Linked DNA regions of Mus musculus: regions 2, 3 and 4 are each linked to region 1. Evidence: chromatin contacts called from public Hi-C and promoter capture Hi-C data. All regions are on one chromosome and are shown on one strand. Each heading gives the region's core, a stretch centred on a gene start, on an enhancer-like site or on the middle of the called end of the contact. The rest is flanking DNA. Distances are from core to core; before and after follow the strand shown. Region 1 holds the start of Fam214b (family with sequence similarity 214, member B). Region 2 holds the start of Ndufb6 (NADH:ubiquinone oxidoreductase subunit B6). Region 3 holds the start of Dnaja1 (DnaJ heat shock protein family (Hsp40) member A1). Region 4 holds the start of Bag1 (BCL2-associated athanogene 1).

The links. Hi-C and Micro-C count contacts between places; a contact is called where the count stands out from the background. Capture Hi-C pulls out chosen DNA fragments and counts their contacts.
Region 2: a contact with region 1 is called in a Hi-C map of B cells, with 5 read pairs. The contact joins the promoter of Ndufb6 here to the promoter of Fam214b in region 1. A contact is called at or near these places in 1 of 484 Hi-C or Micro-C datasets (B cells) and 2 of 9 other capture datasets (adipose tissue and liver).
Region 3: a contact with region 1 is called in a promoter capture Hi-C map of liver, with 3 times the contacts expected there. The contact joins the promoter of Dnaja1 here to the promoter of Fam214b in region 1. A contact is called at or near these places in 2 of 39 promoter capture datasets (liver and pre-B cells) and 1 of 9 other capture datasets (liver).
Region 4: a contact with region 1 is called in a promoter capture Hi-C map of adipose tissue, with 2.4 times the contacts expected there. The contact joins the promoter of Bag1 here to the promoter of Fam214b in region 1. A contact is called at or near these places in 3 of 39 promoter capture datasets (cranial neural crest, embryonic stem cells and pre-B cells), 1 of 484 Hi-C or Micro-C datasets (B cells) and 2 of 9 other capture datasets (adipose tissue and liver).

What each region holds. Positions count from the first base shown.
Region 1 is chr4:43,037,198-43,045,023 of GRCm38.p6, reverse strand. Fam214b (family with sequence similarity 214, member B) reads left to right here and starts at 4,723. Exons shown (of 9, transcript NM_001253353.1): 1 at 4,723-5,058; 2 at 7,818-7,826.
Region 2 is chr4:40,275,869-40,283,694 of GRCm38.p6, reverse strand. It overlaps Ndufb6 (NADH:ubiquinone oxidoreductase subunit B6), which reads left to right and starts at 4,274. Exons shown (of 4, transcript NM_001033305.3): 1 at 4,274-4,537; 2 at 5,950-6,042. The coding sequence starts at 4,358.
Region 3 is chr4:40,719,885-40,727,710 of GRCm38.p6, reverse strand. Dnaja1 (DnaJ heat shock protein family (Hsp40) member A1) reads right to left here and starts at 5,243. Exons shown (of 9, transcript NM_008298.6): 1 at 5,078-5,243; 2 at 3,867-4,008; 3 at 3,561-3,738; 4 at 1,502-1,606. The coding sequence starts at 3,998. Gm6297 (predicted gene 6297) reads left to right here and starts at 4,870. Exons shown (of 3, transcript NR_077226.1): 1 at 4,870-5,079; 2 at 6,044-6,217; 3 at 6,317-7,557. Mir207 (microRNA 207) reads right to left here and starts at 4,794; the gene lies at 4,716-4,794. It also overlaps a transcript of Aptx not described here.
Region 4 is chr4:40,943,068-40,950,893 of GRCm38.p6, reverse strand. Bag1 (BCL2-associated athanogene 1) reads left to right here and starts at 2,600. Exons shown (of 7, transcript NM_001171739.1): 1 at 2,600-3,172; 2 at 4,597-4,725; 3 at 7,187-7,269. The coding sequence starts at 3,100. Chmp5 (charged multivesicular body protein 5) reads right to left here and starts at 2,341. Exons shown (of 8, transcript NM_029814.1): 1 at 2,218-2,341; 2 at 1,336-1,440; 3 at 334-380. The coding sequence starts at 2,286.

The sequences.
Region 1 (7,826 bases), core at 3,474-5,973:
TGCCTACCAGGGTTTGTGTGACTGTGTCTTTATCCTACCTTGAATCTGTAGCTAATCCAGACTAGGGTTCCTTCCCCAAAGTGTCTCCAGGGACCCTTCTGTCACTGGGTTCCTGTCAATCCCCAAGCTAGTTCCTGTTCCTACCGAAGCCTGCTCTGGTCTCTGCCCACCCCCTGCCCTGCCCTTATGTTCTGGGTGTGCTCATTTCCCACTTCCTTCCTCACACTGGGGCCTGCTCGGGTTCTTGCCAGTCTAGGATCTATGACCTGCTCCTGACTCTGTATTCAGGGGCCAGACACCCTGTAACTAGCATGGAGGCTCAGATCCCACTCCCACTACTACCACCACGTCTGCCAATAAATCCCAAGTGACTGGTAGCCCCCTTTTACCTCTTGCCAGAGACTGATTTTTCTCTACCTTTGTCCTTCCCTGGGAAGCCTCATAGGACCCTCAGCAATTCTGGAGGTCCTCTAGGAGAAATGCTGAGAAGTACCGAGAAAGTCTTAACTGTATGCTCTGAGAGGTGGAACACTATAATAACCCTGACCTGGGAAGGATATAAGGCTCTAGCCCAGTTAGGGGATGAGGACAGAATGGGCTCCCTACAGTCCGAGCTTAGACGTAAACCTTCAGAACAGACAGTAGGGCCCAGGGACTTGTCCTGCCACTGTTCTTTCTGCCTCTAGGTTGGCTTGGAGGGGGTGGGGAAAGGCTGCCTTCCACACCGTGACTGAATGAGTGTGACAGTATTGCTGAAAGGGGGCCCCGAGCCAGCCTTCTCATACAGCCACCCAGTTGCTGAGTCTGGCTGAAAAAGGGAGGGGTGCTCAGGACAGACAAAGCCTTGGGGTAGGGTTGGGTAAAGAAGGGCAGGCTGAAGCCTTTTGAGGAGGCACTGATTTCTATGGCAACACTGCTTCCCAGCCGCTCTCTATCAGAGAGGGGCGGGCCCAGGGCAGAGGCATTCAGGCTTCCTCTGGGCTGGGGCATTTCGTGTGAGTGGGTGGGGCATAAAGAGAAAAGGCAGCAGTTTGCTATGCTGAGTATAGAGCCTTTCTGCTTCAGTGCCAGCAGCAGGAAATTCAGTTGCTTAAGCCCATCCCCTGTGATGAACAAAAATGCACAGCAGCCAGTAGGATTATAAAGCCAGAGCAATAGATGCCCTCCATGGTCATTGTTTAAAGGAATCATTGTTTGTTTATTTTACATTTGAGACAGGTTTTTGGTTGTTTTTTTTTTTTTTTTTTTTTTTTTTTTTTTTAGTAGCCCAGGCTGGCCTCAAACTCACTATGTAACAGATGAGGACTTTGAACGCCTGATCTTTCTGAGTTCATCTCCCAGATGTTGGGATTATACATGTGCACCACCAAAACCAGCGTGTGTGGTAAAAAACAAACAAACAAACAAACAACCACAGCTGGTCCCTAAAGCTGCACAGTGAAAGCACAGGAGGTAAGGTCCACATTTCACTAGTGCTGCTCATTATCTGACCCTCTGTTCACTACATTTTATTGAGTACCTTTTATATGCCAGCCTCAGAGAATGTTAGTACAAAGAGCAGAGTTGCTGTTCTTATGGAGCGTCTAATAAGAGAAGAGGAAGAAGAGGAGAAAGAGGAGGAGGAAGAGGAAGACAAGGAGGAGGAGGAAACTATGTGTATGTTTGTGAAAAAAGAAGTCCCTAGGTGGTGGTACATGCCTATGATCACAACCGTCAGGAGACTGAGTCGGGTAAATCTGAGTTCGAGGCCAGCCTGGTCTGCAGAGTGAGTCCCAGGACAGCCAGGGCTACACAGAGAAACCCTGTCTTGGAAAACAAAGACAAAAACTGAAGTAAGCTGGTGGTAGCTGCTATGTATTTAAAAGGGACGTAGGCAGTAAGGGACATGGTTCTGTGTGTAAAAACACCTGCCAGCCTGATCTGATTTTAATCCTTGACCCCATTGTGACCCCATACTGACCCCATAGTGAAAGGAGAGAAACAGATTCTCCAAGTTGTCTTCTCACCTGCCCTCACACATCCATACACGATAATGAAGAAGAAGAAGAAGAAGAAGAAGAAGAAGAAGAAGAAGAAGAAGAAGAAGAAGAAGAAGAAGAAGAAGAAGAAGAAGAATCTTGTTTCTTTTTTAAAGAGAGGGCCTTACTATGTATGTAGCCTTGGCTAGCCTGGAGCTCCATATGTAGATCATGCTGGCCTCAAACTCACAGAGATCAGCCTGCCTTTGCCTCCTTTGTGCTAAGATTAAAGGCATATGCAATTATTCTCAGCAGTAATATTTTTCTTTGGTTTTGATTTGAGACAGTGCTTCTCTGTGTAGCCCCGGATGTCTCTGGGATGGCATTTAAAGGCATGAGCCATCACTAGGCCTGGTTTTAAAGGTTTTTTTTTTTAAAAAAACAAAACAAAACAAAACAAAACAAAACAAAAACGTAATTCAGCATTCGGGAAGTGAGAACAGAAAGATCAAGATTCCAGGATCAGTGGGGGCAGTGGTGGCGCACGCCTTAAATCCCAGCACTCGGGAGGCAGAGGCAGGCAGATTTCTGAGTTCAAGGCCAGCCTGTTCTACAGAGTGAGTTCCAGGACAGCCAGGGCTACTCAGAGAAACCCTGTCTCAAAAAACCAAAAAAAAAAAAAAAAAAAAAAAAAAACCAAAAAGGTCCAGGATCATCCCCATCCTCTGATGTATAGTGTGTTTGAGGCCGAAACTACATGAGATCTTGTCTTTAAAAAAAAAATTTTTTTTAAGTCAGGCTCTGTCCAGTAGCACACACCAGTAATCTCAGCATTGCAGAGATAGAGGCAAGAGATAGCTGAAATTGCTCAGTCTGAGTGACTAGAAACTCTGTCTCAAAGAAACAAAGCAAAAACAACAAAACCTCCCAGTAACCTGTAATCCTAACACTTTGGAGGCAAGGCAGGATGATTATGAGTTCAAGGGCAGCCTAGGTTATATAGCAAGACCTTGGCTTTAAAAGAAGAACAAAAAATGCAAGATAAGAGTTTAGAGCAACTAGGTATGACGCCATGCATGAGTGACCTGTGTTCCTTTCCCCAGGGCATACTGAGGCCTGGAACTTTTTTTTTTTTTTTCTTATCCTGACTCCTTTAGTATTCCCCCTCTGATCTTTGTAGAAAACTAAAGCTTGAAATTATAGTTAGAACAAATGAGGGCTGCCAAGAATTTTCCTAAGATGTGAGCTTTGCTAAGACAAATAGATTCTCATATTGATTCTTCACTTGTGTTTAGGGCTTTGAGACTTTTTAAAATCCTGCTGGGCAGTGGTGGCGCACGCCTTAAATCCCAGCACTTGGGAGGCAGAGGCAGGCGGATTTCTGAGTTCGAGGCCAGCCTGGTCTACAGAGTGAGTTCCAGGACAGCCAGGGCTACTCAGAGAAACCCTGTCTCGAAAACCAAAAAAATTCTGCTCCTTCGTAGCAGGGAATTCAATCTTAGGGAGCTGGGGTCTTTTTTAGGGAGTTCCTCCTACTCAGTAGAGGTAAGGAGAAAGCATACTAGAGGTCTGTTGTGTACTTGTATTAATTGTAAAACCCAGAGAGGAAGTAGGGGGGGCCCTCTTTTTACAGTCCAGTAATAAACTAATGGTCCTGGGGACTCATAGCATAGGCAAAGCATTGGCTTCTACTTCCTTTGGTTCTGCTGTTTGTTCCCTGTTTCTGTGACCGACAGGGAGAAAAGGCCTGAGTTGGTGACAACCTGTCTGACTTGCTGATAAGTTCAGAAGACAAAGTAGACAAGGCTATCCATTTTCTCAGGTTATCTCGAGAGCACTCCCTGTAAAAAGTGTCTGTGAATGCCCAGTCCTCGCAAAAATTCCGTCCTGGTTATTTACAGAGCTAAGGACAAAGGTTAGGGATGCTGACTATAATGCTGCTTAATTTGGCTGGCTCTGGGCTGGGCCCGGGGCCCTGTGACTCAGGGGGAGCTTGGTGAGTTTCGAGGGAGCTGTGAGTCATGAAGACGAACTTGGTCTCCATCTGACTTTGGGCAGAAGGCCTTCTAACTCACTTCTTAGGATGCTCTGTTTCCTCGGAGCAGAGGCCTGTCAGCAAAGAGTGCTCCAAAGCCTGGTCTCGGAAGGGTTTTGAGAGTCCCTGAAATGTCAGCCTCCTGGGGTCTCTAACAAAGACAAAAAGGGGGTGGGAGAGGATGCCATCTTTCAGTATGGATAGAAATAAGGTACGACTGTAGTAGGTCTTTTTTTCCTGCTCTTGTAGAAAGCTTACTCGATAGCAACCCTTTTACCTGGAGCTGTTTCGGGATGTGGGGGCGAATGGGCTTGGGGATATGTAGGGTTGGGTTTGGTGTGACTTGGAGATTGTTGAGATTTATCTGTGAACACACTGGAGCTTCATATTAATTTACTTCAGAACAGGAAGTGTGGAGGAGAAAGGTTTGTTGAGCCCTGAGAGAATGAAGTCTGAATGGGGTTAAATGACAGGGCAGAGAATTGCTTAGGACTTGGACAGAAAAAGGGTTAAGGAGGTGGGCGGAGCGACATTGGGTAGGCCTGCCCTTATGTGGACCAATAGGCGTGCGCTCCTTGAAGAGGGCGTGACTCACGCTTGAGGTTGCTGAGAGGCTGGCCTCCACTGGGCCAATGAACATAGTTGTTGCCCATAGAGGGTGTGGTCTGAGGGGGGCGTGGCAGCCGTGGTCGCAGTGCTGGGGGTGGCTGGGCGCTGGGCGGGGCGGGCGGCCCCATCAGCTGGTAGGAAATGGCCTGTGAGTCAGAGGGGCAGCTGAGTCTGCGGCGCGGAGCCGGGGCGGCCCCGGGGAGGGACCGTCGCAGGGAGGGGTGCAACAGCAGCTAGAGGGGCTGCGGACGCCAGAGCCCGCTAGTGTTGCACACGAAGCTGATCAGGGAAGGGCCAAGCAGAGCAAGGCTCTCAGCCTAAGCCACCCTTTGTCTGGGTTGGGGGCCCGTAGTAGGGGGGACTGGTTATCCGAGGGGAGGGACCGGGACGGGGACGGGACCGGGACGGAAGGGCCCGGAGCAGCGGCCACCGCGGCGGAGCCAATTTGGGAGCGGGGTGAGTGTGTACTAGGTGGAAGGATCAGATCTCCAAAACCTCTGCAGGGTATGGGGCCTGTCCCAGACTGTGAAGAAGGGATGAGAACCGACCTGGGAGGCTAAGCAGGGGGTGGGAGGAATCGTCCAGAACAAGGAGTCCAGGAGTCAAGGTGAGTCTCCCCGTCTGAGTTTGGAGGGGTTTCTGAGGTCTGCTCCCTCTCTATTAAAGGTGAAGGGCTCTAGGCCAGAGTGAGAGCGAGTGTGAAAGCAGAGATTAACCTTTCTACTCAGAACAGTGGTCTTGGGAACAGTCACCCTAGCGTGTGTAGACTTGTGTGAGGACAAAATGTACAGCAGTGAGCAGCAGGACTCTGCCCAGGATAAGAGTGGAAAACACATGGGTAGGAATTCTTACCCTAACCTTCCTTAGGGTAAAAATGGGTGTCTTGAGAGTGAAGGGAAGGATAGAATGAGCCTAGGTGTTCTTCTTGTACCACAACCTCTCCCACCTCCCAGGTCTAACAAGTATCTGAGGGTACAGACCTCATGGTATTCTGGGACTTGTTGTTTTTGCTGGCCTTGCTCTCGGCATGTTGGGAGCTGTAGTCCTTGGCAGCCACAGTCTGGCACAGCTGTTTAATGCCAGCTGCTGCCCATCCCCAGCATGGAGGGCGAGGTTTGGCTTATACTGGCTTGTCCCTTCTCCCGGCAGTCCTACCCCATGAGTCAGCTTGAAGCTGGGTGGCAGAGGAGTGAGTCTTCGAGCGTCTCTGGGCAGGGAGGGAACTAATAGGACTCTGGATTAATGAGCAGATGCCAGCATGCTGGGGTCAAGTAGGGCATCATGTCATCACCTGGCTTCCTCGAGGCAAGGGCTCAGGAGGGCAACTGAGATGACCTGGAAATTGGGGTGCTCAGGAAAACGCCCTTCTTGAACTTTAAAGCTTGGGTGGAGACTAGGAGGGGAAGAAAGGAGAACAGGTCATACTCTCACGACACTGCTACTACTGGCGTTCTCCGCTTTCTAGCCATCTCACCCACATGAAGGACTGGAATGTTCTTAGGGTCTCATTCGGAAGGGGGCCTGGTGAAATGGCAAGGTGTGGTCTGAAAGGAAGGCAATGGCTGATGTAGGAGAGTCCCTACGTGTAAATGTCCCCCCTCTCTCCGTCTCCTGCCACCACATGAACTGCTGCAGTTCCCCATGTACAATTAATCTCTCCACTCTTCACCCATACAGTGTGTCTCTACACTGTCAGGCTGCTGACCAGATCACTGGTGCTAGCTCGGATTTAGGCTTTTTTTTTTTTTTTTTTTTTTTTTTTTTTTGAATCTTGATGTGTGTTTCTCCTGAGCTTGAAGTTGGGCTGGGGAAGAAACACAGTCCTGTCCTCGGGCCTGACATAATCAGAAGTGAACAGCAGTGTCATCGGGTTTCAGAAAGTAGTTAGTGATTTGCCTGTCTCTGCCTCCAGAGTGTGTGGACTAAAAGATGTGTGCCACCACTCCCCTCAACTTGTTTGTTGGTTTTGTGTTTTGTCTGAGGTAGGATGTCTCATAACCTCATCTGACCTTAACTGTCTGGTGTAGTGGGAAGTCTGGCTGTAACCTGGTTTTTGTTTGTTTGATTTTGACAGAGGACCTCTCAACATGTAGCTAGACTGGTCTAGATCCTCCTGCCTCAGCCTCTAGCACTATGTTAAAGGGCAGTATGGTTGGTAGTGCTCACAGGCTGCTGACCAAATAAGGATGACAGTGGGGACAGCTGGCCTTCAACTTGAGAGTCTGGTCACTGAAATATTAGTGGTCTGTGAAGACCATTGTTGTGCTTTGGCAACAAAGAAATGCTTTAGCTTTTTTTTTTTTTTTTTTGAGTATTGGTTGTGCCCTGCGGGAGGGGCATGGAGAGATACTCCAGTTATTTCCAGTTGGCTGCTTGCTGCTTCCTTATCTCTGGTTTGCAGGGCCTGGGGGGAGGGGTGAGAACTAGAAAGTATCTTCTGACTGCGTTCTCTCCTTCCACCACTTGTTTTTGGTTAGATTTCTTTTTGTTTCGGGGAGGTCTTTAGGGGATGGGGGTAACAGTGTAGCCCTGGCTGTCCTGGAACTCACTCTGTAGACCAGGCTGGCCTTGAGCTCAGAAATCTGTCTGCCTCTGCCTCCCAAGTGCTGGGATTAAAGGCATGTGCTACCCATGCCCTGCTGGATTTCTTCTATTAAAAAGACAGATTTCTGAGGAACGTTAGGATTTTAAATGTGCAGGGCTGGCTTGGAGCTGACTTGAGTTCTGTAGTTGTGTGATGGGGTGTACCTACCTGCATGACCTCTGCCCTCAGCACTCTCGAGTGGCACTTGCCCCTTTGGATAGATATAAGGAGATGAGTTGTGTAACTGGGTAGCCTTGAGTAAGAGAAGTACAGTATTGTCCTGTCCACCTACAACCTGACATGGAATCTCTGGTCTTTGGGGCATCTTATCCCCTATTACTCAGGGCCAGTTCCTGAGCTGGAGACCCTGACAAGTGGTTCATCTTGTCTCTACTCATTTCTCACATCCTTAATACAGTCAGCCAAGACTTGCTTCTCTGTTGAGTCCTCAGGTAGCCCAATTCTTCTGCATACGCCCTAGGTCTCCAGCCTGCCTCTTCTGTTTCTGCAGAGCTTGTCCCAAAGCGGGGAAGATGTCTTGGTGTGTGTGCTGATATAGTAGCCTATATTAGTGGAGGAATTTTACCATTGGCTGCACGGATTCTGACTTATATTTTCTCTTTTCCTTCAGGGTCCAACT
Region 2 (7,826 bases), core at 3,025-5,524, 2.8 Mb after region 1:
GTACAACCTTGGCTATCTCTGGAACACAACTTCTTTGTGCTCCCAGAAAACAATTCCCAGAAGATTTCACCTCAGTGATGCTGGTCTCTTCTTAATCATTGCTAATGTCTTAGCTCCAGCTAACCAGCATCAATTGTCCCAGTAGTTCCTTCCATTCTTAACTCTAGAGCCAGAGATACATGGCTGAAGCTGCCGAGTTCTGCTGCTTGCAGGAACTAAAACATGACCCCCTTGTACTATTACATTATCACTGGCTTTATGTTTTCTAAATCCTTCACTGCCTAAGCTTGGCTACCCTGGGTATTACTCTGTAGATTCACCTTGAATACAGAGATCAGCATGCCTGTCTCCTGAGATTAAAGGTGTGTACCACCATGCCTGGATCTAAATTTAGCTGGGTAGGATCTTGCCCCAAGGTCCCACTCCCTTAATCTGTTATCTCCTAGAACTCAGGATTTTGCTCCATTTCACTTCCTGGTACTCCTTTAATACTCGAGCCATATAATTTATATTTTTCCTTTCTAAGCTTGCTATGCTTGTTCAAACTTCTCTTCATAAGACTTAACCAGAGAACAAAGTCTCTGCTGGGCTTTTTTGAAACTTCCTTTGACAGTGCAAATAATCTGAGTCTCTTCACCTTAGCCTCAGGCAGACTTTTCAGACAAGGGCAAAAAGTAGCCACATTCTTCACCAAAATACCACAAAAACTGTCTTCATGCCACATTCTGAAATTCTTCTCCTTTGAAATCTCTTGGACCAGGTCAACACAGTTCAAATTACTCCCAGCAACAAAGTCTTCCATATTCCTACTAGGATGACCCATTAAGCCCCATTTAAAGCATTCCACTGCTTTCCAAATACAAAGTACCAAAATCCACATTCTTTCAAATAAAAGCATGGTCAGGCCTATCACAGCAATACCCCACTCCCAGTACCAACTTCTGTCTTAGTTAGGGTTTTAGTGCTGTGAATAGACATCATGACCAAGGCTACTCTTATAAAAAACAACATTTAATTAGGGCTGGCTTACAGGTTCAGAGGTTCAGTCCATTATCATCAAGGTGGGAGCATGGCAGTATCCAGGCAGGCATGGCACAGGCAGAGCTGAGAGTTCTACATCTTCATCCAAAGGCTGCTAGTAGAAGACTGACTTCCAGGCAACTAGAGTGAGGATCATAAGCCCACACCCACAGTGACACACCTACTCCAACCAGGTCACACCTATTCGAACAAGGCCACATCTCCAAATGGTGCCACTCCCTGGTCCAAGAATATACAAACCATCACAATGACAATGAACTGAACCTATGAACCTGTAAGCCAGCCCCAATTAAATGTTGTCATTTATAAGACTTGCCTTGGTCATGGTATCTATTCACAGCAGTAAAACCCTAAGACACCATCCCACAGTCAAAAATTTTGACCCAAAATTGTTCCTGTCTCAAAGAACTGTAGGGACAAAAAAATGGAGAAGAGACTGAGAGAAAGGCCATTCAGTGACAGGCCCAAATTGGGATCTAGCTCAAGGGGAGGCTCCAAGGTCTGACACTATTACTGATGTTATGGTGTGCTTACAGACAGGAACCTAGCATGGATGCCCTCTGAGAGGCCCAACAAGCTGCTGACTGATACAGATGCAGATACTTACACCCAACCAATGGATTGAAATCAGGGACCCCTGTGGTTGAATTAGGGAAAAGCTGAAAGAAGCTGAAGAGTAGGATGACCCCACAAGAAGACCATCAGCCTCAACTAACCTGGACCCCTGAGATCTATCAGAAACTGAGCCACCAACCAGGCAGCGTGCGTGAGCTGGTGGAAGGCCTTGACACATTTACAGCCCAGAACTACCTGGTCGGGCCTCAGTGGGAGAAGACCAGCCTAACACTCCAGAAATTTGAGGCCCCAGGGAGTGGGAAGACCTGGTGGTGGTGGGGATCCTCTTGGAGCTGAGGAAGGAGGGGTGGTGTGATGGTGAAGTTTGGCTTGCCAGTTCTTCCTATGTTTGGTATTAAAATGCTTCGTCGAAGAAAATTTCCCCAGAAGTTTTTTGTTACTCTAAGATGTAATTTGTACAGAACACTAGAAAAAATGTCTGATTTTTTTTTTAATGGAAAAGCAAGTGTTGTTTTCAGATGTTGGAACAATGAAAGTTATAATACCACTAATTATCTATTAAAATGACTTACCACATCAAATAATGGGTGGATAAATGGGTCTCTCACAAACTATGGATACAGTCATAATAGACCTTTAAGAAAAGCATTTGGAATTTTTTTTACAGGTAAGTATACACTACACATTCCACAGCTGTTCTATTTCTAGACATCATACAAAGATGGTTCATAGCAACTGGGCTTGCGGTTTCCAAAAATAAGGAAAAACTAATCTGTTGGTTAACAGGTAAATATTTAAACTGTGGTATAACACCTGCAATAGGTTATTATTCAGGAACAACAAAGAATATGCTACTAAGTTCTCCTCATACCTCAACCCCTGGATAGTGATGTTGAGTAACAGGAACAGGACAAAATCAAGTTAAATCTGTGATCCCATTTATAGAAAGTTCTACAAGAACACGGACTCTTTAATAGTGATGGAAAGCAGATCAATGGTTGGTGAGAAAGCAGAGAGGGGAGGGGGAAACTGGCCACAAGGCATAGTGTACAAATTGACATGAGAAATGATTTTTTTTTTCTTACCAGATTTCAAGATAAGTTGTTTTTCAAGGCCATCCAATGGCTGGAGAGATGGCTCAGCGGTTAAGAACACCCAACTGCTCTTCCAGAGGTCTTGAATTCAAATCCCAGGAACCACATGGTGGCTCACAATGATCTATAATGGGATCCAATGCCCTCTTCTGGTGTGTCTGAAGACAGCGACAGTGTACTCATACACACAAAATAAATAAAATCTTTAAAAAAATCATCCAAAAATCAAAAACGAGATTTTTTAATAAAGTATTTTGACTTGGTTATGTGTGACGTGTTTTATATTTTAAAAATCATTCAATTCATACTTACTGATGCTGAAATGTTTTCATCTTTGACCAGAGAAACCTGCTAATCAAGTTGCTTACTGGTCTTAGAAACTTCCCCAGTTCTGGTTCGCTAGAGAGAGCCTTATAAATCATATTCTTCTCTGCTGGAGAACACTCAGGTTCCAGAAGCCCCACCATGTAGCTAGATTCTCCTAATTCAGTCTTCTGACGGAGCAGTAAGTGTTCTTAACCGCTAAGCCACCTCCAAACTCCCTAGTTCCTACTTTTGTGTCTATCCTATCTTCCCTATATAATATTGGTGGTGGTGTTTGAAGCAGTAGTTAGGTTGGGCATACTGGTGTACTTCATCTAGCTCATGAGTAGTGGAGGCAGGGGAATTCGGAGTTTAAGTCCAGTCTCCCTAAATAGCAATTTCAAAGCCAACATGAGATCTTGTCTCCAAAACCAAATACAAATAACAAAATTATTTTCATTTATTACTCTAAAATTTTCAGAGCATGTATATATATTTAGTATCACTACTACTCTCCCTGCTTTTGGATAAAAGGTAGCATACTTGGTGTAGTTGGTTTTATTTACTTATTTATTTTTTTAACTTATCAATAGATTGTAGAAGTTACTCCAGTTATGAATAGAAGGCTCATTTATGGCAGTAGCATACCAATGCTTTACAGTACTATAAGCTTTCCCACTAATCCTCTATTCTGAAATCTGGGAGGTGATTTTTCAATGTTTTGCTATTACATATCGTGTTGTGACGAATATTCGTGCACACCCCTACAAATTTTTACTGCCATACCTTTGGGATGTCTTACAAAGTGGGCCGGCAGAATCAAAGAGTGAGCGAGCCTATGGAAGCCTCCCAAATAAGGTGCTCTTTATTTCTGCAGTACAGAGAGGGAAGAAAACCGAGATAGGCGCTCAAGATTACTTAGCGGGTTACGAAAGAGGTGGGAGCCAAATTCGGACGCAAGTGTCTCTCGGTCAAGAAGAGAATTCAAGGGGGCGAGGCAGAGGTTCGCTAAACCATCGTCCTTGTTCTTCCGGTCCCCTCCCCTACAAGTTCTTTCTCTGAACCCTAGCCCCAGGACTTCTCACACTTTCCAACACCGCCCACTTAGTTCTTAACTCAGGGACCTTCCTGAGCTCATACTTAACCCAGGTTGTTAAAACCCAGGGTCCAAGAGAGGGCTTTGCGCATGAGCAGAGCCTGCTTTCCGCGAAGGAGTCGGCCCGCCCCCAGAGGCGGGGCTGGTGTGGCGTCATCACTCCGCGCCGCTTCCAGGCGCCTCAAGGTCGCTTTGCGGAGCGGGAGGGGCAGGTCAGTGACCGGTCCTGTGTAGGCTCGTCGGCAACATGTCAGGGTACACGCCGGATGAGAAGCTGCGGCTGCAGCAGCTGCGGGAGCTAAGGAGACGATGGCTGAAGGACCAGGAGCTGAGTCCCCGGGAGCCCGTGTTGCCCCCGCGCAGGATGTGGCCCCTGGAGCGATTCTGGGATAACTTTTTGCGGGACGGGGCCGTGTGGAAGAACATGGTGAGTGATGAGCCACACGGGTGTCCGGGTTCCCACCCCGGGTCGCAGCCTGGCCAAGCCTCCCAGCCCACTCCTCTCAGTTCCATCAAGGCCCAACCCTGTCCAGAGCCCGCATACCCGGGAGGGCCCCAAGGGACAATCAGTCCAGGGGCTCAGGTTTAGCGGAGACGCTGTCAGGTCGCTATTGTTCAGGGCTGGGGTCTGGAGTCCAGGAGCAGGTGGCTGTCAGGTGTACTGAGAAGTCGGGTCTTAGGTTTTACAAGACGCTCGCCGCACATGCAGTTCTTTCGAGTGTAGATACCTTTTCTCGGGTTAAACTGGTCAGAATTAACTGAGATCACAGGCTGTGATTTCAGTATTTGAGAACACTTACGCGGTGGGTAGGGTTGAGGTGCCAGAGACTGGCCAGCTGGTATAGTACAGCCCCATGGGGTCGCAACAGAAGACAGGGTTCTATTTGGTATGCTTTGTCAGACTCTAAAGCTCCCTTTCTACGCATCACTGTGTACGTTTAACACACTTTTAGTTACTTTTAAATTGCATTCCATGACCTCCAGGCAGAAAAACCGTTCACTCAAGGACTGCTTTTTATTGTAAGGATTCCAGATATTTTCTTGGAGACTGCTATTAAATCACATCAATGATGAGTAGCGAACATTGTGTGGGAATTGCTTTCAGCTCCTTCCAGTAATTGTGGTAGAAGTAGAAGTAGTAGTTGTACAAAGTCTTGGTTGGTTGGTTGGTTTCTTGAACAACAATGCCTTATGTCTTGCAGAATGGTGCTTATTCTGTCTTAGAATCTATGGATATTCTATAGGAAGCCTCAGAGTTAGTGAAAATACTGAAATTGGTAGGTCAGCCCCAATCTGTCAGGAAATATGTTCCATTTAGAAATTTGTAAAATAATTATCACACATAGTTGGTAGTGGTGGAATGTTTTTGTTTGGTTAGTTGGTTTGGTTTTTGTTCCACACACATTGAAAAATAAGGTAGCTCATGCTAGGGAGAGTAAGCAGCGCATGTTGGTAATCACAGCAGCTCCAGAGGCTGAGGCAGGAGGATAGCCGAGGATCTCTGCAGAGGGAGGCGGGCCAGCCTTGGCTAACGCTTGGGACCCTGTCTCAAGTGAGGGGTGGGGTGAGGCTGGAGAGGTGACTGCTTCAGACCACTTGGCTCTTTCAGAGGACCCAGTTTTGGTTCCCAGCATGCACATGGTGGCTCAAAACTGTCTGTAACTCTAGTTCCAGGGCATCTGATGCTTTCTTCTGTCTGAGCTCTGAGGGCGCCAGGCATACTCCTGGTACACATACATATATGCAGACAGAACACTTACATGCATAAAGTAAATAAATCTAAAAAATAAAACTGTAAAGAGCGGATGTTTGCTTATTTTGTATGTGTTTCCCCCGCAGGTCTTTAAGGCGTACCGCTCCAGTCTCTTCGCTGTTTCTCATGTGCTTATACCTATGTGGTTTGTTCACTATTATGTCAAATATCATATGGCTGTAAGTATACTTTAAATGTATGCTGTCCAGAACTTATTTTTAATATTATCCAATAATTTCCTGTGGCTGTGCTATACTCAGAAAATAATATGCCATGCTAAGCTGATTTTAAAGTTCTTTGAATTTTTGGGGGTGGGTGGGTAAAGGTTTAGTTGAATTCTGAGTACTCTTATATACAAGTAGTTTCAAAACTTAGAAATCAAAAAATTACTCTTACACTAGCTTATACCTTTTGCAATGCATTTCCTTGAAGTAGTGTTTAAATGGTCAGCATGTCTATCTAACCCTGGAGTCCTGAGCAGGTATAAAGATGACTTCTGCTGCTTCTTTAGACCAGTCCGTTATGTGGTAACGTTCCAACAAGTCTGCCATGTCTCAGTTCCCTTTCCTTGTCCTTATCTGATTTTTCGTAATTCTCTTCCTTTACAATCTAGGGTATCCAAAAACCACAAACTTTTTCATGGGAAGATCTTGCATGGGTTGACTAAAGCCCCTTGCCGTGGTTTAAAGACAAGGGACAGCACAGTGTGGTTGTTCCGCTCTATTGGATCCTAGGCAGTAGGAGAAGGGCATGTGGTTTCTGCGACATCATGGAAGGGGAACAGTAGTGTGGAGTGTTGGAACTCAGATAGTGTAAATGGGGTGTTCTGTGTCCAGTGAGAGTTGCTAGAGTAGGCTGAGCACGTCCATTTGGGGAGCCTTAGTGCCAGCAACCTGGGATAGGATACTGGAATTCGAGAAGGGAGTCAAGTAAGGAACCTGAGGTGGAGTAAGACATCAGAACCCAAATAAGGTGAGGAGGTTCAACATCACAAGGTGTGGTGATGGTGACAGGACATTTGTTAGATGGGAGGAGCTTGATCGAATAAGTGCACTGATCGAATGGAGTTATTTACATGAACAGGGGAACACCTTGGAGAATGGAGTTAGAATTGGAAGTGTTTGTATGAACTCATAGTTATTACTGTGTATTCATAGGTAGATGGAGAAATAACCACGAATGTGAATGTGGGCGTGTGTTTGAATGCATGGTCACTAAGTCTGTCCATTAAGAAGGCCTGGAAACAGGGCTCTCTCTAAGTTACAGTCCAGCAGGCAGCATCTCAGTGTGGTCAGCCATGAGGCAGACAGAAACTGTGCTGCTTGATAGATGCAGCAAGAGGACAGCAGCCTCAGCTTCTTGATGTTCCTGCCCACTGCATAAACGGAATGCAGTCACAAGGAATCATGAAGCAAGCCCACTGGAAGAAACGTTCCATTGGAGCAGGGTTATTGGCTTGCTACCTTCAAAAGTGTTAAGGTCAAGAAGGTTAAAGAATGCCAAAAGACAGCTTGAAGAACTTGGGTTCTGTACTTTTACCCTGTGGTCTCCAGGGATCAAACTGTTAGGCTTAGCAGCAAGCCTTTGTCCTGTGAACCATCTCCCTGGCCCACAGTAGAGTCTTTGAGCAATAAGAATGGAATGCCTAGTATGTCCTCTTTATTGTTGTAGAAAGAACATATAAAAGTAAGTATTTGACTTCCAGGAATATGTACTGTTAGAAAAACAGCAAATTCAAGGAAGACTATGGCGGGAACAAGTTAGGCCAGTTGGAAGGACAGACAGAAAGTCTGTGATGAGCATGTCCTCTAGACTGAGGACGTGGCTAAAGAGTCTCTATTGACCCCATAAGCTGAGACCAATTTAGGAAAGTTTCAAAATCTAGGGAGAAGAGGTGAGCTAACTGTATAACAAGCTGAGGGAACCCTTTATTGTGCGTTTATTGAGACTTGGTTTCCTATGT
Region 3 (7,826 bases), core at 3,994-6,493, 2.3 Mb after region 1:
GCTGTGTTGGGGAGTGAGGTGAAGGAAGGCATGTCTTTAGATATGAAAATGCCCACAGATGTCAGAGCATGCACTCAGGATTTTTGGCTCAGACAGGGGAGAGAAGAGGAGATATAGGAAGAAAAGGGCAAGGCCTAGAGAACTGGCTCACTAACTTAAAGATTAAGATTGGCTGCTTTTCCAGAGGGCCTGGGGTTGCTCCCCAGCACCACATGGTGGCTCACAACTCTCCTCTTTAACTCTAGTTCCAGGTGGATCTGATACCCTCTTCTGGCTTCCACAGGTACAACATGCAGCAGTAGAGATAAACACACAAAAAGGCAAAACAAAGGACATTGTGTGAAGTAGTGGTGGTAGTAGTGGAGTGTTAAGCCTTTTTAGTCAGCTCAAAGTAGGCAGTCCTAACGGTAAAGATCTCTGCAAGCATTTCACTTTCAGAACACTTTAAGGGATCAGTGAGATGGGGCAGTAACTCCAAAATACCTTGTATCACAAAATAGCTTGTACATATGTGTTCCCACAGCATTTTTAAATTGAGACATAGTTTTACTGACCTCCTAAGAGATCTAACATGGATTACTATGCCTGGGAACAGGGCCATCCTTTTTAAAAAAAAAAAAAAAAGGGTAGCCAAAATGCTGTACATTCAACACCAGGAGGCACTCAGGAATTGGAGACAGGAGTTTTAGTTAAGAGGTCTGCCTGGATGAAACTGGTCTTATTAAAAACAAAAACAACAAAAACAAAATGAAAAACAAAACTTAAATCAAGTTAGTTTCAAAAAGAAGCTTATTTGAGACAGATCAGAGTTTGAAAAACATTTGGTTTGGTCAAACCAAGTCTGACCAACCCCAGTTTGATTTTTAAGGCATGCATAGTTGAAGAAAAAAAAAAAAAAAAAAAACAAACCAACCTCATTACTGCAATGCAATTTCTGACCTCTCAACACAACACAACATGCATATAAATGTACAAAGCATTGCTTTTTAAAAAAAAAAAAAAGTTGTTGCTTAGGATCTACACAGGATTGGGCCCATCAATGTGTTGTCATAAAGGAGCTGATGACAAAGCCTCATCCCTGAAGAGACATTTTCTTCTACATGTAGCCACTAATTCTACTATACCATTTCTACTACATGTAGCCACTAATTCTGGTGCCTGTCCTTTGGGAACAATTCCTCATCCACATTCCTGTAAGCAACTCTAATGGGACTCACTGGGCCATCAAACCACGGGCATACAGAAGAATAGTAAGGAAAAGGAGTTGGAGAAGAGAATAATGAAAATTCTATACAGACATGAGTATGTCACAGCAAAGCCATTACATTTCTCTTTGTAGAAGATTCAGCTGTTTTTAGTGCTGCACTCCAACTTTATCAGGGAAGTCATGGGGACCTGGTACTCAGAAAGTTGAAGAAAGATAAAAGGCCAGCTTACATCTACAAAGGCCTATCCTCATAAACAACCCAGCTAACAACACCCAACACTTAGGAACCCTTACCTTCACATTTGTCACAAATCACATTCTTTTGCAGAGCCAGTTTTCTTGTTGCACCATTATATAAGTCTTCTAAGGTCACTGAGAGCTGATGAACAACATTTTTACCTAGAATAAAACACTGCTCATTAAACACCCATCTGTAACGTTTCTTTGTTGAAGGCACTATAAAAATGGCAAAGGATAATGGAAGACCAGCCTCAAACTATACATCTTTTTGAGCTATACTCATATACAACACTCATCTAATCACTTGATTTTCAAACTAATCTAATCATAAATGAGGAAAATTATGTGAGCAGTTCATCTATCTGCCTAAGAACACAGAGGCCCTCTCAGAAATCCAGCAATTAAAATACTACCCTTAAAAGTCACTCAATGTTCAGGCACATTTCACAATGCTAAGCATGGATCCCTTTGAAGGTTTTACTTATTAGGCATTATTAAGCAACATGGCTAGTTACTTAATCCAAACATTCTTTAGCACAGTAAATTCTTTCTAATCAAGATTGGCTGGAGAAGCCAATATTGAGACACTACTGAAATAGCAATTTCTACTTCAGTTTCAATAGTTTTTATTGCTAGGCTAGCACTGGTTGTCTCAAATTTCCCAGGCCTTTTGTTATATATTATACAGTCCAACAGAACTTTCTGTAGCAATGGACACATTTTACATGTACAATACTAGATACAATTTTAAGTGTGGTGGCTACTACAGCTGCAGAGAAATTTTTCCCTCTAAATTAATCTCATCTTAAAGACCCATATCTGGCTAGAGCAAAAGATTGCCACATAGCCGAAGTAGGTTGGTTGAGATCACATAAGGACAGCCAGGTTAGAGAAATGAAATCACCTGTCAACGGTTAATAAGTCCCTAGCTGGTGATCCTTCCCCTAGGACTTTATCCACGGCCCGCCACGAGCATTGCCTGATTACCAAAGAAAGTCCCAATCCTTTCTGAATATCCGAATATTCTTACTCTTTAAGTAAGGAGTTAAAATTAAAGTCACGACATTGTGCTGCTTTCTCATTTTCACTTTGTAAGCAAGTAGGTTCTCACAAATTGAAAGTCCGAGCTTTCTCAACTTTATACAGAGTACAGAAAGGAAAAAGCAAGCTTCTGGAAACTGACGGAGTCCATTCTCCAAAGCAGCACAGTTAACAAAAGCCCTCAAACTCATCTAAGCCAAAGTCAGTCTACCTTTCTGTAGCTCATACCATCTTATGGCTGAGCAGGCCGACTGCGATTATAGGTTGGTTTTTTAAATATGTTTATGTGAAAACCAAGAGGCCAGAAGAAGCAGCTGCTGGTCCCCTGGAGCTGGAGTTTCAGGCAGTGGTGAGCCAGCTATCGAGTGTGGGTGTGGGAAACAGAACCTGGATCTTCTACAAGGAATGGCAAATGCTCTTGACTTAATCACTGAGCAGTTTCTCAGGCCCACAGGTTAATTGTTCTAAAAACATAGTAAACAGTTTTTCCAAGTCCCTTTAAGGAGCAAAGTGAAATTTAATGGCCTGCCTATTTGTTCTAGAACTGTGCCTATGAACTAGTTTATATTAACTATATATACTGAGAACAAAGTGCTATTTTACCCTTCAATACTGTCTTCCCATAGACATCTTTTGGCCAAACACTAAACACATTAAGCTGAGCTAGCAGAGCTGAAACAAGAGTCAACAGCAGCAGCTATCTGCAGACAATGAGCTTTTCTCAGGCTCTGCTTGCTCAGGGTTACTTTTCTAACAGAAAGGGCCACTGCACTTACCACTGGGTTCTAAGAGCAGGTGGTATTATCCAAGGGAGGACAGGGCTTAGAAACCTAAGTTAGTACACTTTGTTACCCCCACTGTTTGGGAATCTATGGGGTTAGTTATACCTGCTTTTTGGCTTAGCTATTTTTTAGTTACAGAAAATCTCAATGACACCAGAAGTCAAAGACAGTTCACGGACAGAGTGTAACATCATACCAACGTGTAAACAAGCATTTGAATAAATTCTCAAGTCTTTTTTTTCCGCAGCAGTTATTTCGTTCTAGCTGCAGGTAAGCCAGATTTTTCTTACCTCTCCTTTCTCTTTGCATTCTTCCTCCTCCTCCAAAGAACATATCAAAGATATCCATGGGTGAGCCAAAACCACCACCTGCTCCGCCCTCTTTAATCGCCTGCTCCCCTCCTTTATCATATAGTTCCCTTTTTTTGGAATCAGCAAGAACTTCATAAGCTTGAGAAATCTGTTTAAACTGTTTCAGAAAAGGACATCCCATTAGAAACAACTGTTACAAAGCACAGCTACGGTAGACTTTAAGGCACGAACAGAAAGATACACACACTGCAACACTGCTGCTGAGCTGTTTGCCTGTGCCCTTACCTTTTCCCCTTCATTTGGATTCTTATCAGGGTGGTACTTCAAGGCCAATTTTCTATATGCCTTTTTCAATTCTTCCTGGGTGGCATTGGGTTTTACCCCCAAAACATCGTAGTAAGTGGTTTCTTTCACCATTTTTTACAGCCTGAAACCAGAAAATGGTAATTTTAAACCAGCTTTAAACTTTTGTAGAAAAGATCCAACTGCTTCTGCCTCCTGAGCACTGGGATCAAAGGTGTGCGCCACGACTGGCTCTTAACGGGTAGTCTTTAACTACCAGAGCTAAAGCAATCTGTTCTTTTGCATTTATTTCATACTAATACAGCCTTCCCTACGCGTCTTAAAAGGTAAAAAAAAATTCCTGATATGATTCAGCTGTAAACTCGAACAGATTAAAATATAGATTTCAGGGAACGCGAAGGAAAGCCTCTCTCGCAGCTGGTTCAGACTCTACTGCACTAACACATGAATTATTTGGCTTCTTCCGGTTTCCTTTCCCCAGAGGTTTTGCTAGTAACCCACAGCAGCACTGATAGGTTCCGTCCACTGGTTAGTACATTACCGCTGCCTTTGTACATCTGATAAAGGCCATACCCTCGCCGGAAAGCGACACTGGACTCCCGGGGGTGGAGGAGTGGCTTAGGAGACCGGCTCCAGGGAGCAGGTGCCCGGGCCCCGTCGCCATCCTGCTCCTGCTCGCTCGCAGCTTACCCACTCTCGCCCCGCAGGCCTGGAAGCTGGCTCGCCCTCTGGGTTTCCCGGGCCCCCCGGCGCCGACCGTTAAGGCTTCCTTCCTTTCTCCCTCCCACCCTGATCGAAAAGGCGGAGGGGGGGGGGAGGTCGAACCTCAACAAAGAGAGGGAGGAGAGCCAGGAGAAGCGCAAGCCGCAGCCTCCGCCCGGCTCCTCCCGCAGCCCCTCACCCCTGCCTTGCTCCGCGCGTGCGCAGCGCTGCCCACCCGGCCCGGGCGGCGGAGCGCGGGGGTACGCAGCAAGGAGCATGAGGCGGGAGGCCAATTGGCTTGGGCCTTGGACCTCCTCGAGGCGTGCGGGCGGGCAGGGCGCCGGGCATTCCCGGCAGCCTTCCGAAGCCCGAGGCCGGCTCAAGGAACCCGCAGTCCCCGCCCACGCGGGACCAACCGCCTCCGGCTGCGCCTTCCCCGGCTGTCTGGGGTCCAGACCGCACGCCGCGACCGAGGGAGGCCGGAGACTCACCGGTGAGCGGGCCGGCGCCGGAGAGCGGAAAGGAGCGGAGCACAGCGCAGCTCAGCCACACGCTGCTCCTCCACCACCCACCGAGCGTTCTGGAAAGTTCCGCCCGGCCCGCCGCAGCCGACCTCTTTTGTAGCCGAGCCCCGGCGCGTCACTTGCCGGAAGTCCCGCCCCTCGCCGCTGCCACCGCCCCTCGGTTACCTGGGCAACGGCGCGGGGGCGGGAAGTGGCTGCGCCCAAGGGCCTTGTGGGGGTGGACTCAAGCCCGGGTTCCCGAGCCTCGTAGAATTTTCTAGAGGCTTTTTTTCTTATTGCGAGGAACCAGAGTGCGGAAGTCTTGAGGTGGAGAGGTCATGTCCCAGAGCCCGTAAGCCGGGGACGAGTGCTTCAGGCGTTGTGCGCGCTGTGCTGAAGGGGATTGGTGGAACCCAGCCCTGGCTGCGAGTCTGATTTTCTGCAGCTCCAGCTCCTTAGCTCTGAGCCTTGCGGGCAAGAAATGCTGAGCAAGGCGGGCCTACTCCCTAAACCAGCCTCGCAGGCTTTGGTTTCACCCAAGCGCACTTATGTCAGAGCTTTTTGGACGAGCCTGGCCCAGGCTTCAGATCCTTTTGGCTCTGACGACTTGGGCGGAGGGAATCTGGGACTTCACCAAACAGGAAAACATTTAGAATGCCTCATGCTAACGGAGGGTCATGGTCTTCCACCCAGTTTGGCCGCAGAGGAGCGGCCAAAAGCAAAATTAATTGCTTTAGCTTATTGTTTTAATTCTCTGACCGTTTTTATTTCCAGTTGGTGACTCAAAAATCTATAGTTGGCAAAGTTGAATCTTAAGCTTTCAAAGGACAGAGTGAATGTTTTTCTTATTCACTAACACAATAGATACATCAAAGAAGTGGAGGTGTAAGCTTGAAAGAGTTCACATATTTTAAAGATTTATTTTGAATCCTCTGTGTGTGTGTGTGTGTGTAGGTGCCCAAGGAAGCCAGAGGCATGGAGTCTTAAGTCTGGCTTCAAATTCTGAAATCTCCTGTCTCTGAGCAGTTGTGAAGGGTGGTACATGCTCTTAACCGCGGGGCCTCTTGCTTGGACTTTCGTTGGAAGTGGAACAAGCTAAAAACTTATAAGAGAAATCACAAAATACAGGTCAGCAGGTGAACAAGAAGCAGTTAAGCACACTTCCTAATGGAAGTGCAGAGTGTGGGATGAGATTCTTTAAATGTTCGTTTTATTGTGTGTTTCTAGGCTTGTGGACCATTGTAGTTCTCTCGTACCTTTGCACGGGCAACTCAAGTCTTCAGTGCGTTACCAGCTGAGCGGCTGTCTCAGTGCTTTATGGAGATCACAGGTAATTGGATGTAGCCAGAGCTAAGGGAGCTGGAAAGGCTGTCTTCAAACCTACCCAAAGACATCTTTAGCTCGTGGTCTTAAAAACCTCCGGATTTTGGGATTTCTACCTTGAGCTGTCCTGCCTCTCCACCGTTACTGCTTTCACTAAACTCTGTTGTGGTCACTAAAGCTACGCCACTTCCCTTACAGACTTTTTGATGATGTGCTGTGGTTTTGGTTGAGAAACATCTTTTCTCAGCTTACGTGTTACCCTCTCAGATATCACATCTATCAATAGGTTACGTCTTTAAAGCAGGGGCTCTTTACCTTCCTAACGCTGCGACCCTTTATTACAGCTCCTCATGTTGTGGTGTCCCCCAACCATAAAATTATTTTCATTGCTTCTTCATAACTGCAATGTTGTTACTGCTGTGAATTGTAATATAAATATGTGCCAAAGGTTTTCCGAAGGGATCAAAACCCACAGGTTTGAGAACTACTGCTTTAAGCCAACACTTTTGAGTAAAATATCTACTATGCCAGGCATACTCTAGGCCTTGCCAATACAAAACTCTTGTAAGCCATGGCCCCTACTCTCAAGGAACTTAACTCGTAATGAGATTAAAAACCAGAATTAAAAACAAAAAACCAAACCAAAACCATCCAACCAACCAACCAAAATTGCAGGACTAGGCTGATAAAGTCTGCCTTTAATCCCAGCACTCTGAAGGCAGAGGTAGGCAGATCTCTAATATAGAGGCCAGGCCAGTCTACATAGCAGGTTCCAGGGCAGCCAAAGCTACAGAGTAAGAAAGACCCTGTCTCAAAACAAATCAAACAAAAAACCTCGAAAATTACCAGCAACTTCATATGTGATAATTTTGTGTGGAAATGAGATCTTAGCTTAGTTTGGTAGTTCTGAAAATTCAGAACTAGGAAGCAGAACCAGGAGGCTAGTGAACTCAAGATCACTTGAGTTAGGTGTGACACCGTCTTTGGAGTGGGAATATAACACATAGAATGAGTGCTTCTTATTCTGTTCAAGGCCCTAGGTATGATTCCTAGGACTGCAAGAAGAAAAAAGAAAACTATCTTGCATGTGTTGTTTACAACGGATTATTTTGTTGGGGTAAATAAATCAGCCTTGTTATTTTTTGATGTGGTTTGCCTGATCTCTATTGAATGTTTCAGTGGTTTCCAATGTTTTATGGTGAAGTGCTGAAGATCTTCAAATACAGCTTTAGGTACTCATACAAACTTTATTTTTCTTTTGTGTTTTTTCAGTCTCGCATAGGCCTCATAAAGTTGAGACCTCAAACCCTCTGTGTAGTCCAAGCCAGCCTCTAAGCCATGATCTCCTTTGTTAGATAAGAGTTGATTGAAGTGATGTGAAAATAAAAGGGGAAAAAGTGGGGTGGGGGTGTCT
Region 4 (7,826 bases), core at 1,351-3,850, 2.1 Mb after region 1:
TTCGCACAAACACTGGGACATAGTAATTGAAAATAAATTGTGAACCTTCACATTTATTCTGGTGAGAGAGAATGAATATTTAGCACTCCTAACTTTACAAACAAAACCGAAACACTCATCCTAACTCAACCACAGGAGACCCAAACCATCTCGACCTTGCCAGCCAAAGTGATCCCACGTGGCTGCTGAAGCTTAGGTAGTAACTCGGAACATTGGAAGCTTTTGCACATTTGTAATGAAATCAAGACTACTGAGAAGAAATGAAAGCCGGAAGGAATGGAAGGCCTCTTCACTTTCTGATTTCTTAGGAGGGAGATGAAGCATATGACTTACATCCGCTTTTGCTTTAAAACTCTCAGGGCTTTCTGTTTGACCATGTTCTGAGGAGAAAAACAGACTTAATTAAAAGAAGGGAACGCAGATGGCACAAGAAGTCTCCCCTATGCTCACACTCCTGCACCTACATGTTTCTTCTGCAAGATGGCAGATGTGGAGGCTCCTTGACTCTACTCTTCCTCTTCAAGCTTCGAGCACAGATAATTCTAATGCCCAGCTGGTACATCTTAGCGCCCTTTGCAACCCATGCTCTGTATCTTCAATTCCTCTTCCTCTCCCTAGGCATTGTACTTCCACTTCCAGCCCCAACAGAGCGCACTGTGTATATCCAGTTGCTTTCCATTTAAATACAACACGTTCATCCGCTATCATGTCCTCATGTTAGAAGCCATTTACAACAGCCCACCAGCCTCCCGCTTTCAGAATCTGGGAACCTCTACATCAACCTTTGATCCCTCTGTTGGTTCTTCACGCAAATTCATCAACTACTACGATATTCTAGATATAATGCCATGTAGGTGACTTGTTATTTAATCCTCACACATTAGTATATATTATCTTCATTTAACAGATGAGAAAATTGAAGCTGAGTGATATCCTGGTTCATACTGTTAAAAAGTTATAAAGTTATGAAAAAAAAAGATACCTATACACCCATAGCCTATTAAGTAGTGTTAGTATCAGAACACTGATCTTACACGCCATATCTAGTCTAACCTGAGTAGCCAGACAACACCCGGATTCTGAGCACAACCAGCTCTCCTCTTCAGAGTCAGACCTTCTCAGCAGAGCATGCCAATTCCCATTACATGTCATCAGCATCTTCTACCTACCACATTAAAACCCAGCCTCCCTCTTGTATATGGCTGTAGCTTCTGTTCCCTGAAGAACAGGTCCTCACAAGTAGCTTCTCTTTACCAGATTTCGTGTATTTTTCTTGTATCCTTCACCAGTCAGTCCCTTCACAGTACTTCCTACAACAGTTGTCACCAGCCTTACCTTAGCAGGACCCTCTCTCATCTTCTTGATTTGATCCTTATATTTCACTAGTTCAGCATCCAGCCGGGAAATCTTTTTGTCAATGGATTCTGCCCTGCTATCCACCTTGGAAGAAAACATCACATGCAGTGGTAATTATTGTAATATGTTTACATGGAAAGGGGCAGAAAGAGAGGGATATGCAAAAGAAAAAAGGAACAATATAGCAAAGGGCAGAAAATAGGGTTTTTCTTAAGGGTGGGGAATTCCAGCCCGAACCATTGGAGGGCTTTCATAAACTCTCTCCCACCTCCTAGATTCTGATATAGCAGCCCTCTCTTGAGGAAAACGATTTGGGATTCTCTCCGCTGGCTGAGATTTCCCAAGTAGGAGAATAGTCAGTTTGGGACTCTGCATGAACGTGCGTGGAATGAACCAATCAACACAGGCTAAGATGAGATCTAAAACCATTTCCGAGATCAGGTTTAATCTGGAAGGGCCAAGATTCAGAATTCTATGCTACTCAGACCCAGGACTAAGGTACAGATATGTTAACCCTGACATGGGTAAGGGGAGAAGAGTGAAAAAGGGTTTTTAAAAGGCCAGGTTAGACAAAGTGGGGTGTAGTGACATAGGGTACGTAGGTTGGAATGTGGGAACCAAAGCGAGGAAGAAGGGGTGGGGCACAGTGGGCATCGGAAAGAGCTAAGTGCAGTAAGGGCGAAAGAATGATGAGATTAGACTGTCTGGTCTCTGGGGTCAGGAATGACCTGGAAAACAGGGATGAAAGGGGTGGGGATGAAGAAGACTCAGGTTTAATGGGCCCGAACCAGGAATGGGGTGGAGTACGAATTCGGGATGGACGGGTCGGAGTGTCAGAGGTATGCAAAGTCAAATGCCCACCGTCCCAATGCAGTCCGTCAAGCTAGGTGGCGGAGCCTTGGGTTTCGCTTTTCCGAAGAATCGGTTCATCTTGGCCGGCTGCGAGGAAACCCAAACACTGGAGGAAAACCAGAAACGGAAGCGTAGTCGCTCTGGTGTCAATTTCCGGCTTCCCCCACCCCATGCGCAGGCGCAGAGTGCTCGCCCGAGTCTCCCGATCCCTTTTCCGTGTTTTCAGCTCCTCCTTCCGGAGAAGGAGCGCGGAGCTCTGGGAGAGGTGGAAAGACTTCTGAAGGAGGGGCTTATGAGGAGGGATAGGGCGGTGCCTTGGCGGAGTGGGTGGGGCTTAGACGCGGCTGGGCGGATAGGGCGGGGCCTGAAGCAGGGTCAGTTCCGAGGGCGTGGCGAGTAGATGGGGCGGAACTGGTGAGTAGTGGGGCGGGGTTGCAAGGCTGCGCGCCCGGTAGCCACCGCTGCGCTGTGAACAAACGCGGCCTGGCGGGTCGCAGCGCCGCGCGGCGACCGCGAGGCGACCGGGAGCCGCTGGGACCCAGGCTGCGCGCCCCTCGGCCTGCCCGGGAGCCGCGCCAGTCGGAGTCCCGGGCCGAGCGGGGCTTGCCTCCCTCTCAGCGTTCCTCTGTGCGCAGTGCAGCCAGCGGGCATGACCGATCCACCAGGGGCGCCGCCGCCGGCGCCTGCAAGCCGCGGGTGAAGAAGAAAGTCCGGCCCCGCTCTTCTCAGAGCGAGAAGGTAGGGAGCAGCAGCAGGGAGTTGACTAGAAGTAAGAAAGTGACCCGTAGCAAGAACGTGACCGGGACCCAGGTAGAGGAGGTGACCAAGATCGAGGAGGCGACCCAAACCGAGGAAGTAACTGTGGCAGAAGAGGTGACCCAGACCGACAACATGGCCAAGACCGAGGAGATGGTCCAGACGGAGGAAATGGAAACACCCAGACTCAGCGTGATCGTCACCCACAGTGAGCGCCAAGGAGGGTTCCGTAGATCGGGTTGGGATATGTGGGTTTGGCCACATGTAGTCTTGGGAGAAAGAAACATGGGTTCTTGGCTATATATATTTGGGGATGTTTTTGCTTAGGGCTGGTGTCAGGACATCTTTCCCTGTGGCCGGTCCCTGGACACTTATTGGATCCTCTATTTGGAAGCAAAGTTGAGTGTGTAACGCTAGTAATCGTGGGTCTTTGTGTCAGGCTTATATTAGGCCTTCTTGTGTGTAGAACTTCCGTGGTTCTGGACATCCACCAGTGTAAAGAGTACGAACTTGGTGCGTGATCCCGCTGTTCCTTATTTACTGAGTAGTGTTTTTGTTGGATGTCATAGAACCGCAGGTTCAATGGGCCGTGAGTCCAAGAGTTACTTTCTGGACATCTGGTTACATCAACACAGAACTAAAAACCTTGGGAAGTACACGAGAAAGCTGAAGCCATGACATTTCCTTAGAATCAGTTAGGAAAGACTAACAACAAACTTTGCTACCTAAACCATGGCTCTATATCCAGCAGTTTTATGAAACTTTGAGATGAATCCCCACCCCCACCCCCCCAAAGGCCTCTTGATGTCTGATCTGTGAGGCACAAATAGGAACTAGGACTCCTTCTGACTCTTGACTGGTTGGGAGCGCAATCTAAAGGTGGATTTGAACTCCACTTACTTAGAAAAGATTGAGTACCTGTTTTAAAACAAAAGAAAAAACCTCTCTGTTGTTGGATTGGTTTCGTTTGTTTGTCTTTGCTAACTAACCATTAACTATGGTGTACATAGGTGTACCCAGTATGAAAGACTTGGAGGAAAACAGTCCCTTGCTGGTGACATCAGGGAAAACAAGACCAATGCCATAGAGACAATAGGACAGCCATGCCACACATGAGGCAGGCAACTTGTGATAGAAAAGTGTGGGCTTTGATGCAAAGCTGGATGCAAGGTCAAATTCTGAGTCAGCAGTTGAAGGTTTCCCCGAGCGAGTCTTAATTAGACTGATAGCTGTTTTCTAATGGTGTCCTGAGGTTTTGAGATAGTGCATAGAACAAGTCTTGTACCGTTTATTCTGTATAATTGCTTAAGATATCAGCCATCGTTAAAATAGTTTTTTTTTTTTTATGTTAGAGGAAACAAATCCTCAAGACAAGCTTTGTAATGGGTAGCGTATGGATAGATGCAAGTGTGACCCTACCCTGAGCAGCCTGACAACCCCTGGATTCCCAGCACAACCGAGCTCTCCTCTCCAGAGTCAGGCCTTCTCAGCAGAACATGCCCGTTCCCATTATAAGCTTCTGAACGTGTGACCAGCATCTTCTACCTAGCTGAATTCAATCTCAGCTCCATAAGAAAACATCAGCTTAGAGTTAGGTTGATGAATGCTCATTGAATGCTTTTCTTTCTCCAGGCAATGAGAGGTATGACCTTCTTGTTACCCCACAGCAAGGTAACAGTGAGCCAGTTGTCCAAGACTTGGCTCAGCTTGTTGAAGAGGCCACAGGAGTTCCACTACCTTTTCAGAAGCTCATATTTAAGGGTAAGTGGTTTTCATTCATCTTTGAGTACTTATGGCTAAAAGATTTACTTTATTTACTAGGGTTTTTTTTTCTTCATGACAAGGTCCCTCTGTGTAGCCCTGGCTGTCCTAGAACTCACTATATAGACCAGGCTGGCCTTGAACTCACAGGGATCCTCCTGCGCATCAGGCGCCTGAGTGCCGGGATTAAAGTCCCTTCCCGGCAAGGGCAGATTTTAAAACTGCCTGGTCTTCCCTGACTTTTGAGTTTTCTGTGTGTGGATGGATGTGTTGCCTGCTTATGTGTTTGTGTACCGCGTGTGTGTGTGCAGTGTCCCCGAAGGTCAGGAGAAGATGTCAACTCCTCTGGAATTGGAGTTAATAGAGGGCTGTGTGTCACCATGTGAGTGCTGGAACCTGCACCCAGATCCTCTGCAAGAACAAGTGCTCTTAACCACGGAGCCAGTTTTCCAGCCCCCATCTTTCAGTTTTCAAGCCAGAACCATTTTCTTTCATTTCTTTATTTAACAAATATTAAGGGACCAGTCTACACTAGACTTTGAAAATATCTGGATTTGAAGTAACATAATGACAGACAGAATTGCTAAGATTTAGATTGACAGAGAGAGAGATCTTTGCCTTTTTTCCCCTGGGTGGGAGAGTGGTGGTCTGTTACAGCCCAAGCTGTCTTGGAACTGGCTATGTAATATACACTGTCAAGCCCTATGTCTTTTTCTTTTTAAAACATTTAATGTCTGAGTTTTAATTTTATCTTTCAAAATTGAGAATGGCAGCACACACCCATAAGCCCAGTACTCTGGAAACTAAGACCAGCTCCATGCCAACTGGGTGCAGTTAGTCTGCCATGCCAGCTCCATGCCAACTGGGTGCAGTAGTCATGCTCTGTCAGAGAAAAGGAAGTGGGGAAGCATGGGAGGAAAGGAGAAGGAAGGAGAAAGGAAAGAAAAGAAGCTCAAGTTTCACAGTAGAAAGGCCAAAGAAGAAAATGTTCCCCTGGATAAAGCTCCTTATTCATTTTTTTAATGGTACTGCAGGTCAATCAAACATGCTAGGCAAGAACAAACCACTAAGCTCTAGCCTCAGCCCAGTGTTTCACATTTTTCTTTTTATAACATTGAGTTTGCCAGCATTCGTTGAAGTATCCTGAGGGAAAGAAGGAGCTTTCATGACTACAAAATCTTTTATTATACAGAAATTATGTTAGGGCTGGAGAAATAACATCATACACACATATATAATTAAAATAAATTTAAAATGAAAGCTTTAGGGGCTAGAGAGATGTTTCCTGTAGTTGTGAGCACTGGCTCCTCATCCAAAGGACCCGGGTCCAGTTCCCAGTGCCCACACGGAGGCTCTAAACCAGTCAGTAACTCCAGCTCCAGGGTATCTGATCTCCACCAGCACCAGGCACACACCTGATGCACAAACATGCTTTCAGGCAAAATACCCATATCTATAAAACAGTAGTAACATGTTTTAAAGACATTTATCTGTTATGTGAACTATATTAATTTTTTGTTCCTGAAGACTATTTTTATTAACTATTATGTAGGAGCATTTTCAGTTATTTGCCTAGGATAAATATCTAGAGATGACATTGTCATATAAAGACAGTTTCCAAAAAAACAAAACAAAACAAAAAAACATTTCATTTATCTTTTTGTTTTGTTTTGTTTTGCCTTCCCCCCCCCCCTTTGGTTTTGGTTTTGGTTTTTCAAGACAGGGATGCTCTGTGTAGTCTTGGCTGTCCTTGAACTAATTCTATAGACCAGGCTGGCTTTGAGCTCAGATCCGACTGCCTCTGCCTCTGCTTCCTGAGTGCTAAGATTGAAGGTGTGTGCCACCAGTATCAAATATACCCTTTTCTTGTGAGCAAACATGAAAATGGCTTGTTGGTTTTGAAACACAGTCTTATTCTATGGTTTTTCTCTGGCCTGGAACTTAGTCTCTGTCTGCAGACCATTCTAGGCTTGAACTCAAAGAGATGTGCATGCCTCTGCCTCCTGAGTGCTCAGAGTAGGTGCGCCTCATCATGCCCCGTTTTCTGGGTTGTCTGGAAGAGCAGCCACTGTTCCTAACCATTGAGCCATCTCTCCAGTCCCCTTTTAGATTAGATTTGTGTTTCTGTCTCTGAATATTTATATTCATTTTATGAAAATTTCACACAAGGTATTTGATCGTATTCACTTCCCGGCTTACGTCTCCCCTCCTCCATTTGAGTCCAGTTTGTGTTGTCCAAATACTCTCAGATGCAGGGTGTGTCCTAGAGGGAGGCAGACCTGTCAGGAGATACACCCTGAAAGATAATTGACTCTTCCCACAGCCAATAGCAGCACCGCAGAGGTGAGGCTTTAATCCCACCTCTTTCTTGTGCATTGGCTGCTCTATTTTCAGTCTTGTACAGATGTTACAATTTGTCATGTATTCTCTTCCCCACCCCACCCCCCCTTTTTTTTTTCAGGAAAATCTCTGAAAGAAATGGAAACACCGTTGTCAGCACTTGGAATGCAAAATGGTTGCCGAGTCATGTTAATTGGTGAAAAGGTAAGTTGCTTTTTCCATCAAAGCTCTTCATAATTGAATGACTAAAGCCTTTTTTGTTGTTAAAGATTTATTTATTTTATGTATGTGAGTACACTGTAGCTGTCTTCAGACACACTGGAAGAGGGCATCAGATCCCATTACAGATGGTTGTGAGGCACCATGTGGTTGCTGGGAATTGAACTCAGGACCTCTGGAAGAGCAGTCAGTGCTCTTACCCACTGAGCCATCTCTCCAGCCCCCAACTGAAGTCTTCAATGCGTGTTTCTGTAATGAAGACCAGATTACCCAGATTCAGCATTGGCGACCTTCCTCATTACATAAGGTCTGAGGAGGTTACCAGTTTGGTCTATGCATCATTTGCACGTTTTTATTCTGTTGTGTAGACTTTCTCGCTAGGAGTTAGGAACCACTATGCTGTCTGAGTGGTATGGCTTCTGTATTTGGTGGCTCTTCCTTCTAGTTAAAATGTGCCAGAAACAGGCATTACTTAGAATTTTCAAGAGTGCTTTAGGTTAAAAGTATAGATATCTTGTTCAAGTTCGAGGAGCATTTCTTTT